Linked DNA regions of Gossypium hirsutum: region 2 is linked to region 1. A link is a contact called in public Hi-C data. All regions are on one chromosome and are shown on one strand. The core of a region is the stretch at or near the end of the contact, and the rest is flanking DNA. Distances in the headings are between cores, read along the strand shown.

What was found. Hi-C and Micro-C count contacts between places; a contact is called where the count stands out from the background.
Region 2: a contact with region 1 is called in a Hi-C map of leaf, with 4 times the contacts expected there. The contact joins two enhancer-like sites. A contact is called at or near these places in 15 of 34 Hi-C or Micro-C datasets (anther, callus, cotyledon and 5 more).

The regions. Positions count from the first base shown.
Region 1 is chrA03:101,057,266-101,063,495 of Gossypium_hirsutum_v2.1, forward strand. It overlaps the pseudogene LOC107886673. Among protein-coding and RNA genes, the nearest start is that of LOC107886672, 8.5 kb to the left of the region's middle. Within about 2 kb of position 3,881, at least 4 of the 9 cell types and tissues checked have an H3K27ac peak or open chromatin away from gene starts, as enhancers often do. A contact at or near this core is called in cotyledon and fibers, where this site is marked.
Region 2 is chrA03:101,111,550-101,117,779 of Gossypium_hirsutum_v2.1, forward strand. It overlaps LOC107887704 (chaperone protein dnaJ 16), which reads right to left. Exons shown (of 12, transcript XM_041099973.1): 9 at 6,219-6,230; 10 at 6,087-6,140; 11 at 5,761-5,983; 12 at 5,257-5,668. The coding sequence ends at 5,765. Among protein-coding and RNA genes, the nearest start is that of LOC107887704, 9.6 kb to the right of the region's middle. Within about 2 kb of position 3,737, at least 4 of the 9 cell types and tissues checked have an H3K27ac peak or open chromatin away from gene starts, as enhancers often do. A contact at or near this core is called in cotyledon and fibers, where this site is marked.

The sequences.
Region 1 (6,230 bases), core at 2,631-5,130:
GGTCTTACTTTCTCCCTTCTTCTTGAAGTTGGAAAAGAAGAATGTTTTTTGAAATGTTTCTTCTTCTTTGTACGGCAATCACACAAAATGATCTTTTGGGCATTTGTACTTCAAGTGGGAATCATCGCAGACTCTATTAATTCTTTTGTCACCATGAAGATAATCTTTGAATATCATTCTTCTGTTGCAGATATCTTCTAAAGCAACAAAGACTTCTTGTTGGAGTTCTCCAACAATGATCTGAAGAATATCTTTGTTCTGTGTCTGAAGGGCTTGATTAATTGCAACTTGGATTGGATTTGGAAGAGATGAGAGGATATATGGCTTGAGATTTGGATTTAGTCCCACAGCACAATATAGCTTGGTCATTATTTTGAAATGTTTTTCCAAATCTCTCTTGACATACGAACAACATTTTCTTTTGTAGAATTCCCTTCTTTTTAATGTCAGCAAATCTTGAGGGTTTCCCACAAAATGTTTATGTATGATTTTGATTGGTTGGGCCAGATCTTGAAGGACTAGAAACTGTATTTGGTCATGCTGATTGATGGAATTCCACCAATCTCTCAACATTCCTGTAAATCTGGAGACAAACTCCATAAGAATATTGTAATTGCTATCTTCAGTAAGCTTGCGAGTTTCTAACCAAGAATGAAATTCTTGAATTCTGTCTGGTCATTTTGCTGGTGGCAAATCATCTATAGTGAAAGTGGTTCTTCCTATGGAAGATTTTGGTATTTGTCTCTGATGTGCAGAAGATGATTCTGGCATGTCTTGCATTTCATCATCACTTGGTTCTTCAACTTTAGTTGTTTAGAATGCTTTCTACAATTCTTCATCTTCTGATTCTATTTTTTCGTCTGATGATGATTCAAACTCTTCAGATGATTCATCTGATGATTCTGAACTTTCTCCTGAATCAGCTTCAGTATTTGATTTTGGGTTTTGTACAGTTGAGATCTTAGGAATAGAAAATTTTGTATAGTCCTTTAAAAATTTTGTTAAAGGATTTTGATCTTCTTCCTGAATCATCAGAGATTTCGAGACTTGCTTTGGAGGAGGAAATTTTGGTGGAAACTCCTCTGAGACTGGTCTTTTTCCCAGTTTTTTCTCTATTTGATGGGCTTCACTTTCACTTTCTGTTTTGGCTTCTTCAGTAAGCTTTTTCTCCTTTTCTGCTTCTTGTTTTTTGATTTCCAGAAAAATTTCATACGTACTTGGTTTAGTACGTTTTGGAACTTCTGGAAAGATTATTCGTACTCCTTCTGCTGGGAGTGGATCTTTTTGTCTGATAGAGGGAAACAACTCAATTGTTTTTGCTCTATGAGTAGACTCAGGGATTTTCCCTGTTTCTTGAAGAGTCTTAATTTTATCTTTTAATTTTTGAATTTCTTTCTCTTTTTGTGCAAGATGAGAGAAGAAATCTTGTCCTGGTGCTGCTGGTTGCTTTGCTACTTCGTCCAATCTTTTTTGTAAAAGTTGGATCAGATCTCTGACCATCTTGGTGTTGTCATCAATCTTGGTTTCAATAGATGAGGTCTTTGAGTCAATTCTTTTCAAAACATGATTCTGAGCAATAGCATTTTCTGTTTACCAATTGAGAGTAGCTTCTGCAGCACTTATTTTAGATGGTGCACCCGAAATATCAGTCTGAATTTTTGAATGAATTTTTGGTGCATGAATATAACTCTTTTCAAAGTATTCTTCAAGAGGTGGGAAATCTTTGTTATATAATGCTGTAGGTTGCATCATACACACAGTGGAAATTGGTTTTTGTGGAACAAGAAAATCTAGGTTCTTCTTAACTTATTTGTTTATTTTCTTGTAACAGGGTTAAGGAAAAGGTTTTGATTTCTTGGGAATGTTTGCGGGAGACTGAGTGGATGATTTTGGAGGATGAGGAGAGGGATGTTTACAAGGCTCAGGTGGAACCTGTGTATTTGGTAAAGATTTGTGGGATGAATAATCAACAAGATAAACATATTTACCATTATCCTCTCCAAGTGGTCCAATGTCTGGATCTCCATCCATCCACCTTTTGTAAAACTCGTCCTGAGTTGAATTTTTCTTTTTCTTTTTTCCTGGTTTTGACGCAGTCATGTCCATACTATCAACCCAAGCGACCAATCTGTCATCTGTGCATAATTCACGGGAACAGTTTAAAGCCCAAGGACAATGTCCAGTTACAGGGTCTTTAAACATGTATAAAGGTTTTCCATCTGCGAAAAAGCTTTCTATTAGGCTTCTTTTTGGGCCGGGTTCACACAATGGACAGCAACAGTCTGGATCATCTTGATCATAAAGTTGTGCCGATTTTTCATTTGGTTGCTTCATCAACTGGGTTGGGAAAATGTTGGAATTTTGAGAACTGTGAAGATGACTATGATCAAACTTGATTTCAGTCGTTTTGTCCCTCTTGGATGTAATTTGACTTGAAGTTGACTGGATCGGTTGGCTATGCTCATGAAGTTTTTCATAGCTAGTGATCCATTTTTTTGGAAGGAGTTTGATCAATTCCTTTTTTAGGATCTGTCTCGGAACATGAACACAATGAGGCTGGTCATTTGTGTTCACTGAAATGAGTAAAGAGTCATCTGTTCCATGCCTTGAGAGATTGAAGGCATGATCTTGTATCCTGTAGACAATTTGATAATGAAGGGTGGCAGAGATAGCTGAAGTAACCTGTAGTGCTCCTGCTATTTGAATTTAAACTTTCAAAGCTTTGGTGAGGTTGGGATCTGCCAATGCCATTGTGAAATTTGGGAAAAGAGTGACCATTACGAGGCTAGAGTTTAATGTTGCTTCAATTGTAGCAATACATGCATTTTGGTATTCTAAATATCTAGAATCCAAAAGTGCAATTCTTGCAACTAATGGTTTTCTAGCTGTGCCATGGTAGTTTAAAGCAAGATGTATAGCTCCAAAATGGATGTGCGTATATTCTGCACGTTTCTATTCTGTTGGAAATTCTGCCGGAATTTCGAAGGTAACAAACTGCTCTGGGGATGCTGCATATATGAAAAAACTATCAAACCTTGAGGATTAAACATATTCTCTGACTTGTTTAGTAGATCCTTTAATCAAAGTTCTGATGGATTTTACAGGAGAAAATGCGGATTTTCTATAGGCGGAATAAGGATTTATAGTAGGAAGGTCTGTAGGCTGGACTTTATCTTCTTCACTTAGATATTCTATTTCATACAAAGAGGAAATCTTTTTTGCAGAATGAGATTTCATAGGAAAATCTGGTAAAGAGATAGGTGTAGAAGAAGTAGAAGGACGTGTTAATATATTATCTGCCATTGATGAAAAATGAAAAGTTTTTTTGGTGAGGTTGGGATCTGTCAATGCCATTGTGAAATTTGGGAAAAGAGTGACCATTACGAGGCCAGAGTTTAATGTTGCTTCAATTGTAACAATACATGCATTTTGGTATTCTAAATATCTAGAATCTAAAAGTACAATTCTTACAACTACTGGCTTTCCAGCTGTGGCATGCTAGTAGTAGCTGTGGCATGGTAGTTTAAGGATTCCTCTAGCATTACGACCTTTACCATTGTAACACAATTTACCCAAAATACACACATTTTCTTAAAATTTTTGTACTTTGGTTTAACATTAGTTCCGACTTATGAGTGAACAGATAGTTTGTGGCTCTTATAAACAAGGCTACAGAAGGCTTAAGCAGCGGTGAAGAGGATTAAACCCTGAACCCTGATCTCCTTCTCTCTTCCTGCCAGTTTTAAAGCCCCTGAAAAATAGAAAAAGCTTATCTCAACAGTGGCAATGATTTTACGTCTCTCCACTGCGATGCTCCATTCCTTCAGTTTGTCAACCACTACCCCAAAGCTCCTCTCTCATTTCACTCCCTCCTTTTTTCTCTCTACTTCCGCACTATCTCCTCGAATCCGAATTTGGCTCAATCAATCCTACAGCCGCCGAACCAGGGCCTTCAGTAGCGCCGTTGTTACCGCCTCTTCTCCAAAGAACACTGGGACGGATACCTTCTTTGCTGAAGACACTGTTTCCTGGCAGTCTCTAGGCTTATCTGATCGGATCTCTCAAGCTCTCTCCAATGCCGGTTTTGACAGGCCCTCCCTCGTTCAGGTGCTTTACCTTCTTCTTTTGATGAATTCACATCTGTTCCTTGTGATTTAAGCTCCATTTCTCGTTAATTTTGCTGTTCAACGCCTTTTTAAACAACAAAATGATTGGTATTTACCTTAGAGTTGGCCTGGCTCTTTACTTATTTGTTTTTGTTTAATCAATTTTGATGCTACCGAGTTAAAGAGCAAATCTGAAAGGGGTAGAACAAATTTTTTTACATCTATATATTTTATTATTCTAAACATATTACCGAAAACAACAAGCAAATGCATATATCATTTAGTACTCAATATATTTGAATTCGACATGGAGTTTTAGTTTATTGAGGCCAATAGTTAGTTTATCACCTTTGGTTTTTTTTTTTAATTTCTATTCGACCTTCTCACTTTTAACTGGTGGCTTTTGGTGCTTATTGAAAAACTTTCCCCTATGCATTATAGGCTGCCTGCATGCCATCTATTCTCTCCGGAAAAGATGTAGTAATTGCAGCAGAAACTGGCAGTGGTAAAACATATGGTTATCTAGTTCCTCTAATTGATAAGCTCTATGGTGCTCGGCATGATGCGGACAATGATTTGGAGAAAGCTACTGTTTCTTCACGTACCTTCTCCATTGTTCTTTGCCCAAATGTATTGCTCTGTGAACAAGTGGTTCGAATGGCTAATGATCTTTCAGACGATGATGGTAGACCAATTCTCAGAGTTGCAGCGGTGTGTGGTCGACAGGTATTTTTGTGAACAGCAACACATATCTCTTTGGCATTGGTAGTATTGATGGTTTTTAATGTTATTGGAACTTAGAGGATGCTTTTAAATTTTTTCAGGTGCATGTATATATTTGGCATTGTTCCTTTTTTATTGATAAAATCTGATGGTCACAAATATGACCCTTTACTACAGGGGTGGCTGGTGAATGAACCAGATGTTATTGTGTCAACGCCAGTTGCTCTTTTGAACAGTATAGACCCCAAAAAACATCATCGTTCAGATTTCATTCGTGCTGTAAAGTATGTGGTATGTTTTCTCACTCATTACTTTATATTCCTTTTAGTTATTTGGGAAACTACAAGGCCTTTTTTCTAAAGAAAAAGTGTGTTTACAATAATTGGCAGGTTTTTGATGAAGCAGATATGCTCCTTTCCGGGGGCTTTGAGAATCATGTTATTCGTCTTATACACATGCTCCGTTTTGATGAAAAGTTATTGTCTCGGGTGAATAAAGCTGGATCTGAGAATCCTGTAGAAACGAGTTCTGATTCTGTGTCACACTTTGACTTCGAGGGTGAGGAAGACATGCAAAATGAATCCATCTCAGAAGCTGAGAAAATGTCTGAGGGTGATGTTGATGCTCAGGACTTGATGGAAGAAACTCAAACTTTGACGGTCAAGAGAAAGGACTGGAGGAGAGAGAAAAAATTATGAACGAAGTAAGCAGTACATATTTGTTGCCGCAACCCTTCCAGTTAACGGAAAGAAAACTGCTGGTGCAGTGTTGAAAAAGATGTTTCCGGATGCCAACTGGGTTAGTGGAAGCTACCTCCATCAACACAACCCTAGGTGCTAAATTCTTATACTATTTTTTCCCCTTTCCATGGATAAACGGTGCTGCATTTAGTTATGGTTATTAGGATTGTTTAGATGCAAGTTATATTTATCTCTTATTCATATTTTATTGTTTTAAGCTTGTCACTGCTCATGTCGATCAGTTTTGCTCCAAAATCATCTGTGCTTGTTATCACCAAGGAACAAGAACTTAGAGATTTGTGATATCATTTTTCTTATGCATGGAGAACTAGGCTAGACCTGGCAATGTGTATCCATTGTGTTTTTGTATTCTGTTGTGCCATAATCATATTTAGGGTATTTTATATTTACATAACTTTGATGCTTTAATAACTGTTATCTAGACTCTAAAACATTTGTGTATTCATTGTCTTGTTTGTGTCATGTTTAGTTATTTTTTTCATATCATGTTTAATATTGTCAAGTCTAATTTAGGATATATCACAAATTACCTGATTAAAACTGCAGCTGTCGAACGCCCAACCGTAGTGTAGAAGCCACTATAATCATTTTAAAATAACATTTATTTCCTTTTGTCTGTTCATGTCTTTAAACTTTAAGG
Region 2 (6,230 bases), core at 2,487-4,986, 54 kb after region 1:
ATAGAAAAGGCAATGCGCACTTGTTGAGTGACCCTAAATTGGCCTTCGTTGCTAAGCCCTTGTAGTTGATAAGGTTGTGGATGCTTGGTAGTGGTTAAGCAAAGCTTTTCCACCATCGTCGTACTGGCTATGTTCGAGCAACTTTCACCATCAATAATAACTCTACAAAGCTTACCTTGTACATGGCAGCGAGTATGAAAGAGATGTTCTCGTTGCTGCTCGCTCCTTGGTTTTGCCAAAGATGATTGTCCACGATCATGAAAATCATCATCCATTCTAGTGACACGTCGAGGGCCGCGCCTTTGGGGTTGGTTATCCCTATCTTCCTTAATTGGATCTCGATATTGATGTTTTTGATTCACTCGTACCTCATTCAAAGTAGTATTCAATGCTTGAAGTGTAGCATTTATTTGTGTGATTGCAGCAGTATGTCCATCTAACTGTTGTTGGACTTTCATAAGTGCATCATTATTATCACCTTTAGACATCTTCAAAACCTGTAAAAAATAAACACTCAACACTCAAAAATAAAAGTTAGCAAACCTCACCATTAATCACTCAAAAAGAAAATTCAAATTCTCAATGAGGTCGAATTCAATCTTGTGAGTTCTTTATCAGAGTTTATATCAACCAATTAGAGAGTGTGAACCAAACTACCAAAGAATCCTAATTTGCACTAGGATGCCAAAAACTGACGAGACACCAATTGATTCGTGTTGCACCGAGGAAGAAGTTGTGCACACGTTTAAATCCTACTAACACAAGAAACAAGAAGGTGTTAGATAACGTAAAGGAAGAATAAAGGTAAACAAATGAAAACCTACAGCTAAGAATCAATAAAAATTGCTGAAAACAGAAAACCCGAAAAACTGCGGAGTAACTTGACAACTTCGTTCGAGGTGTTCCCGATCTCCAAAAATCAAGAAATTAAATCTGGAGTGTCCTTATATATTGAATTTTTGATCTGGAAATTTTGGGCACCAAATTCAACCCGCTAAATCTTTTTTTAAATTTTTATTGAATTTCGTATTTTTTGATTTTTTGACTTTTTTGACTGATTTTTTGCGGGAATAATTTTTTTATATTCAATCACAGTGCCAAAAATATGTATGTAAAATTTCAGATCAATCGGACAATGTTTACCCACTCAAATGAATTTTTTTTAAACAATTTTTCTGGGTAAAACTGCCGTTTATGCTTTAAAAAATAGAGATCAGTTTAGAAATCAACCAAGAACACCCAAAATCTGATACCAAATGATACGGGGTTGCGCGCGGACCAAGATCGAGTTGTCAAGTCACGAGAAACTCCTACGAAAACCCTAAACAATTAGATCTGAAACGAAACAGAAAATTAAAAGATTAGATTTTTGAATTTTCAGATCTGAAATAAAATCCCCAAATCAGCAAAGAATCAAATTGAGAATAGAAATAAGTGTTAGGGTTCTTGAAACCCTCAAGGAGATTGTGATTCTGCCCAATTGAACACCAAGATAGTTTTCCCCAAATTTCGACAATCTAATTTCACCCAAAAAGAGTATGGAAAAACCCTAGAAATTGGGGATTTTTGGGCTGATTCCTTAAGATAGAAAAAGACTGAAAACACAATAAGAACAGAAAATAGATTAGATAATGATTCAGCACAAGTAGAAATAAAGAAAAAATTGACAGTAAGAAATTAAAAGATAAGTCCTAAGAAGCCTTGAAATCTCGAAAGATCTCACAACTCCCTTCAAACGGCTCTAATCTCCCCTCCAAAGAATATCAATGGCAAGAAGAAGGTTGAAGATGGCTCCCACAATCACAAGATTGTTAAAACAACTTCTAAAGAAAACTCAAGAGAGAAATCTTGGAGAAAACTCAAAGAAAATTCTGCTCTCAACAAATCTGAAATTTTAATAATAATGATAAGTGTTTAACAAGGTGGACAGTCATGCCTTTAAATAGGCCTTATAACTAGTCCTAATCTAATTAGAAAACTAAAATAAAAAAAAACTCCTAATTATTTTAATATGGAAATTCGGTCAAAGGTCATTTTATCTGGGACTCTTGGACTGAATATTGACATAAAAATTTAAACTAAGTAAATAAATAAATAAATAAATAAAAATAAAAATAAAACTTTACAACTTGGGCCACTTTGACAATTTGGCCTGATTTTCAACTAAGTATGGATGGATTTCTTGATTGGGCTGGGAATTTGCTTATTGGGCCTCGCCTTCAAGAATTTGGGCTTTTGTGACTCGTATCACCTTGCCTATCAGAATTTGAAGAACCGGGTTGGGTCTCCTCAATGTGGCAATTGGTTTTGATCCATAAATTGCTTTAGTCGTCTTCGCTTTAATAAACACATAGACAGACAGTCAAATTTTTGCTTTTGTTTTTCAAATTATGTGTAAAATACCCCAAGAGAAATAGTTGAATTAATTCTGTATTTTTATCATATAAATATTATCACGGTATATATTAAGATTTCGGAGTAATTTAAAAGAAGAATTACTGCTATTGATATTATTACTCCAAAATTTTAATATATAATAATATTATGGTAATTACTCTTTTATTATCATATAATGTTAATTGCTCTTCTAAATTATGGTAATAATATTATGGCAACTCTATTCTATTTTACAAGGTAATAGTATTATGATAATTGTTTTTTCACTATCTTTAATATATATGGGTTAGTATTTGGTATACTAGCAGTTTAAATTTTTTTTTTATTTTAGAAATAATCTTGAAAAATTGTTACATGTCTTTTTTTTTAAATATATTTTTTTAATATTTTACTATATCCTTGTAAGACACTTGTCAACTCCTAATCTTATTTATAGAGTTTAAAAACTCTACTCATAATATACCAAATATTTTATATATATATATGGTAAATAGTATTATGATAATTGTTCTTTAATATATACGGTAGTAATATTATGGTAATTGCTCTCTCTTTATATAGATTTGACGGTAATTACTGTTTTAATAGCACGTATATAATAATTTCATAAATTAATGTTAATTACTCTATTCACTGAGTAGGATTATCCTCTTTTTGGCCATGTCTTCGGAAGCATTTGGAGAGGGTTTTCATTAATTGCGATTCATTTCACGACATGTTTTAATTTTTTTACATTGATTATTTATTAAATTAACACGTGTCAACCAATAATAAGGTTGCTTGTGGAAATTCTATGCTGCCACCTATTTGAATTGTTTATGCGAAGCATAAATACAACTCAAAATTAAATTGAAAGTAACATTTTGATAAAATAAATAAATAAATAAATATCTGAAACTCATCCAATTGCGGAATATTAAAATGGTTTGACTTTTACATAAATGATGTTATTTTGGTTTATCATATTAATGTCGCCACCCACCCATTTGCGTAGTACAAATGCCAGCGAATATGTACTTGGTTAAAAATTCTGACATTTTCAAATTAATTTAGAAAACTCGTACTTAAGAGATTAAACTTGGATGAACCATCAAATTTAAAGCCAAGTACAAAAGATAGTACAATTCTAACTTCCTGCCATTACCAACATAGTCTTCTATTGAATTCAACCCCAGAAGCAGTCACCTATTTAAATCCATCCATCCGCTAAAACATTGTTGGAATTGAAAATATGGCATCTGCGGTTACAACAGCCATCTTTGCTGCATTACTCATCATGGTTGTTTCCGCTCACGAGGGGCACGACCACACACCTGGAATGGCCATGTCTCCGGGACCGGCGGCCACTAATATGGCCAACATCTTGGCTCCAACTGCAGTGATGGGGGTATTCCTTGCTTTGGTTGTTGCAGTTTTGGGTCCTTTAACAGAATAATATTTAATATTGCAGTGTTGTTTCGGATTTCTTCGCTGGTCTTAATAAATGTTTTCCATGTATTGCTTCTCATTCCGCTTCCCTTTTCATTTATGAAAATTTCATGCGTTACAGTTTATTAAATTTGTTGTTCGACTTTCATTAAGAAACAAATGTATCATCATTCAAACGAGCGTACAAGACTCAACTCTCATGTCATTTTCTTATTTCATTATTAACCAAATAGTTGGGATTTGGATCCCGTCAACAAATTACATCTTAACAATACAATTTCAGACTCAAGTTTTTTTTTTATTTAACAAATTCGTCCACTGGTATTAAATTAATTAATTGTAATTACTAAAAAATAAAAGATAACAATAATAATTTTATTTAAAATAAATAAATGCAGATAAGAAACTACCCTTGATAAAAACTAAAAACTAAACCAACTCAACAAATAACTTTATTTTTTTCCCTCAGACCACAATTTGTATTTATTTAATTTATCGTATTTTTTTCTGTCACTCGCTAATTTCTGTGTCAAAATCTAGTAGAACTATATAAAATTCTGATCATAAAGGGTAATGTGTATGTATATATTTCGAGAGAGATACGTACATAAAAAAAGCGATTTTTATTTTATTTTACCCCTTCCTCTAATCTCCCATGTTTACGGTGATCTACCTCTCTCGTTTTGCAGATATTGTATAAACCATTTTTTCTCCGGCATCCCCTCTCTAAATAAATGAAGGGCAAAACACAAACAATAACTATCCATTTGAATCAAACAAGAATACGCAGGTGAAAAGTTCCTTTGATCAAATTTATGCTACGTTTTTATATACATAAATAAAACAATAGAGAGGATAATACAATGTTCGGTTCTAAACAGCAATTTTGCAAACATAGATAGGATTTCACCCGTCCCCCACCCCCCCCTCCAAAAAAAAAAGAAAAAGAAAATAGAGAAATAGGATTAGATAGGATAGGATTTAAACTACAAAATAAAAAGGATTAGATAGGTTTAAGTGTTGCATATGCTGAGATTTACATTCTAAACCTATTGGAAGCCTCCTTTTAAAGCACAAATTACATTGTCCAAGTCCATTGAAGCTTTTTTCTTGTTGAAAGCCGAAAGTTTTTGCCGTGGTCGTTATGTGGTCACGCAAGTTCAATGCAGTTCCACCGTTAATCATTGGCTACTGGAACCACCTGCGATGTGCATAATACCTATATATTTACATTAAATGAGGATTGTATGATGGAATAACCTCGTTTGGCCGACCAATGAAGCCCCTTGATATTATTTTAGAAGTCAAAATAACTACACTCGAGAATCTGACGGTTTTGTTTCCTTGAAACTATATTTTGTTAACTCATTACTGTATTTCATCTAGCCTTAGTTGGCTTCTTCTCATACTATGCCACAACAACATTCTTCATACTACATAACCACACTACGATAAGTAATCATCTTCGAAGTTGAGAGAAAATTTAGTACTGGTGAGGGATGTCAATAGGTCGGGTTTGGGCAGGGAGTGTATTCTACCACCTCGTCCTGCGCCCTGATAAGTCCACAGTGTTGATCAATGGGGGAATCTTACAAGTGCTCTTGTTGAGAACAAGCGGATAAATTACAAATAAGACCCAGAGAAAAAAAAACTAAATAAAAAGGAAGAAGAAAGAATTTTACAATAACAATGAGTTACTGTCATCCTTGACGTGCTGAAGAAATGGTTAACTTCTATCTTAACCATCTTCTTCACATCATGATCAACGCACAAATCTTGAACCACTGCAATAAATGATGGGTGCAGAAATTGATGATTTGTAATTTGTGCAGACTTCTTTATCCTGATATAACATTTCGCACGGTTTAAGCAATCATAACTATTCATCAAAAAAGGGCGGCAAGCTTTTCTTAGAAAACAAATCCCATACTGTACCTGTTCAGCATGGCTGCTTTCTCTTGTCAATTTTTAAGTGGATATTATACCATCTCTTCTTCTTAGTTCTATCTCTCGTAGAATGTTTCCTGTCTCTCACTTCACCTTCTTTGGCCTCCCTGGAGACACCCTTACTCCTGTTCCTACTTGAACTTCTCTTACTTGGAGGAATCATCGTGTAGGAAGCATGAATCTCATTCCTTTGTTTGAGAAGCTCATCAATCTGCAAAACCCGCATATAGGATTTGTCCAAGAAATTTATCCATTCACCTATGAATATCAATTCTCACGGAGCTTAACTCATAATTCCCACAAGTTAATCTCACCTCTTGCATTTCCTTTGTGTATCTGGTTGTCATCTCTGTAAATTGTGCCAGGACCTGCAGCAATCAACATGAATATCAACAAGAACAAAAGTTAAATACTGGCACACACACCACATTTGTGGAAGCAGATACCTCTCTGTATTC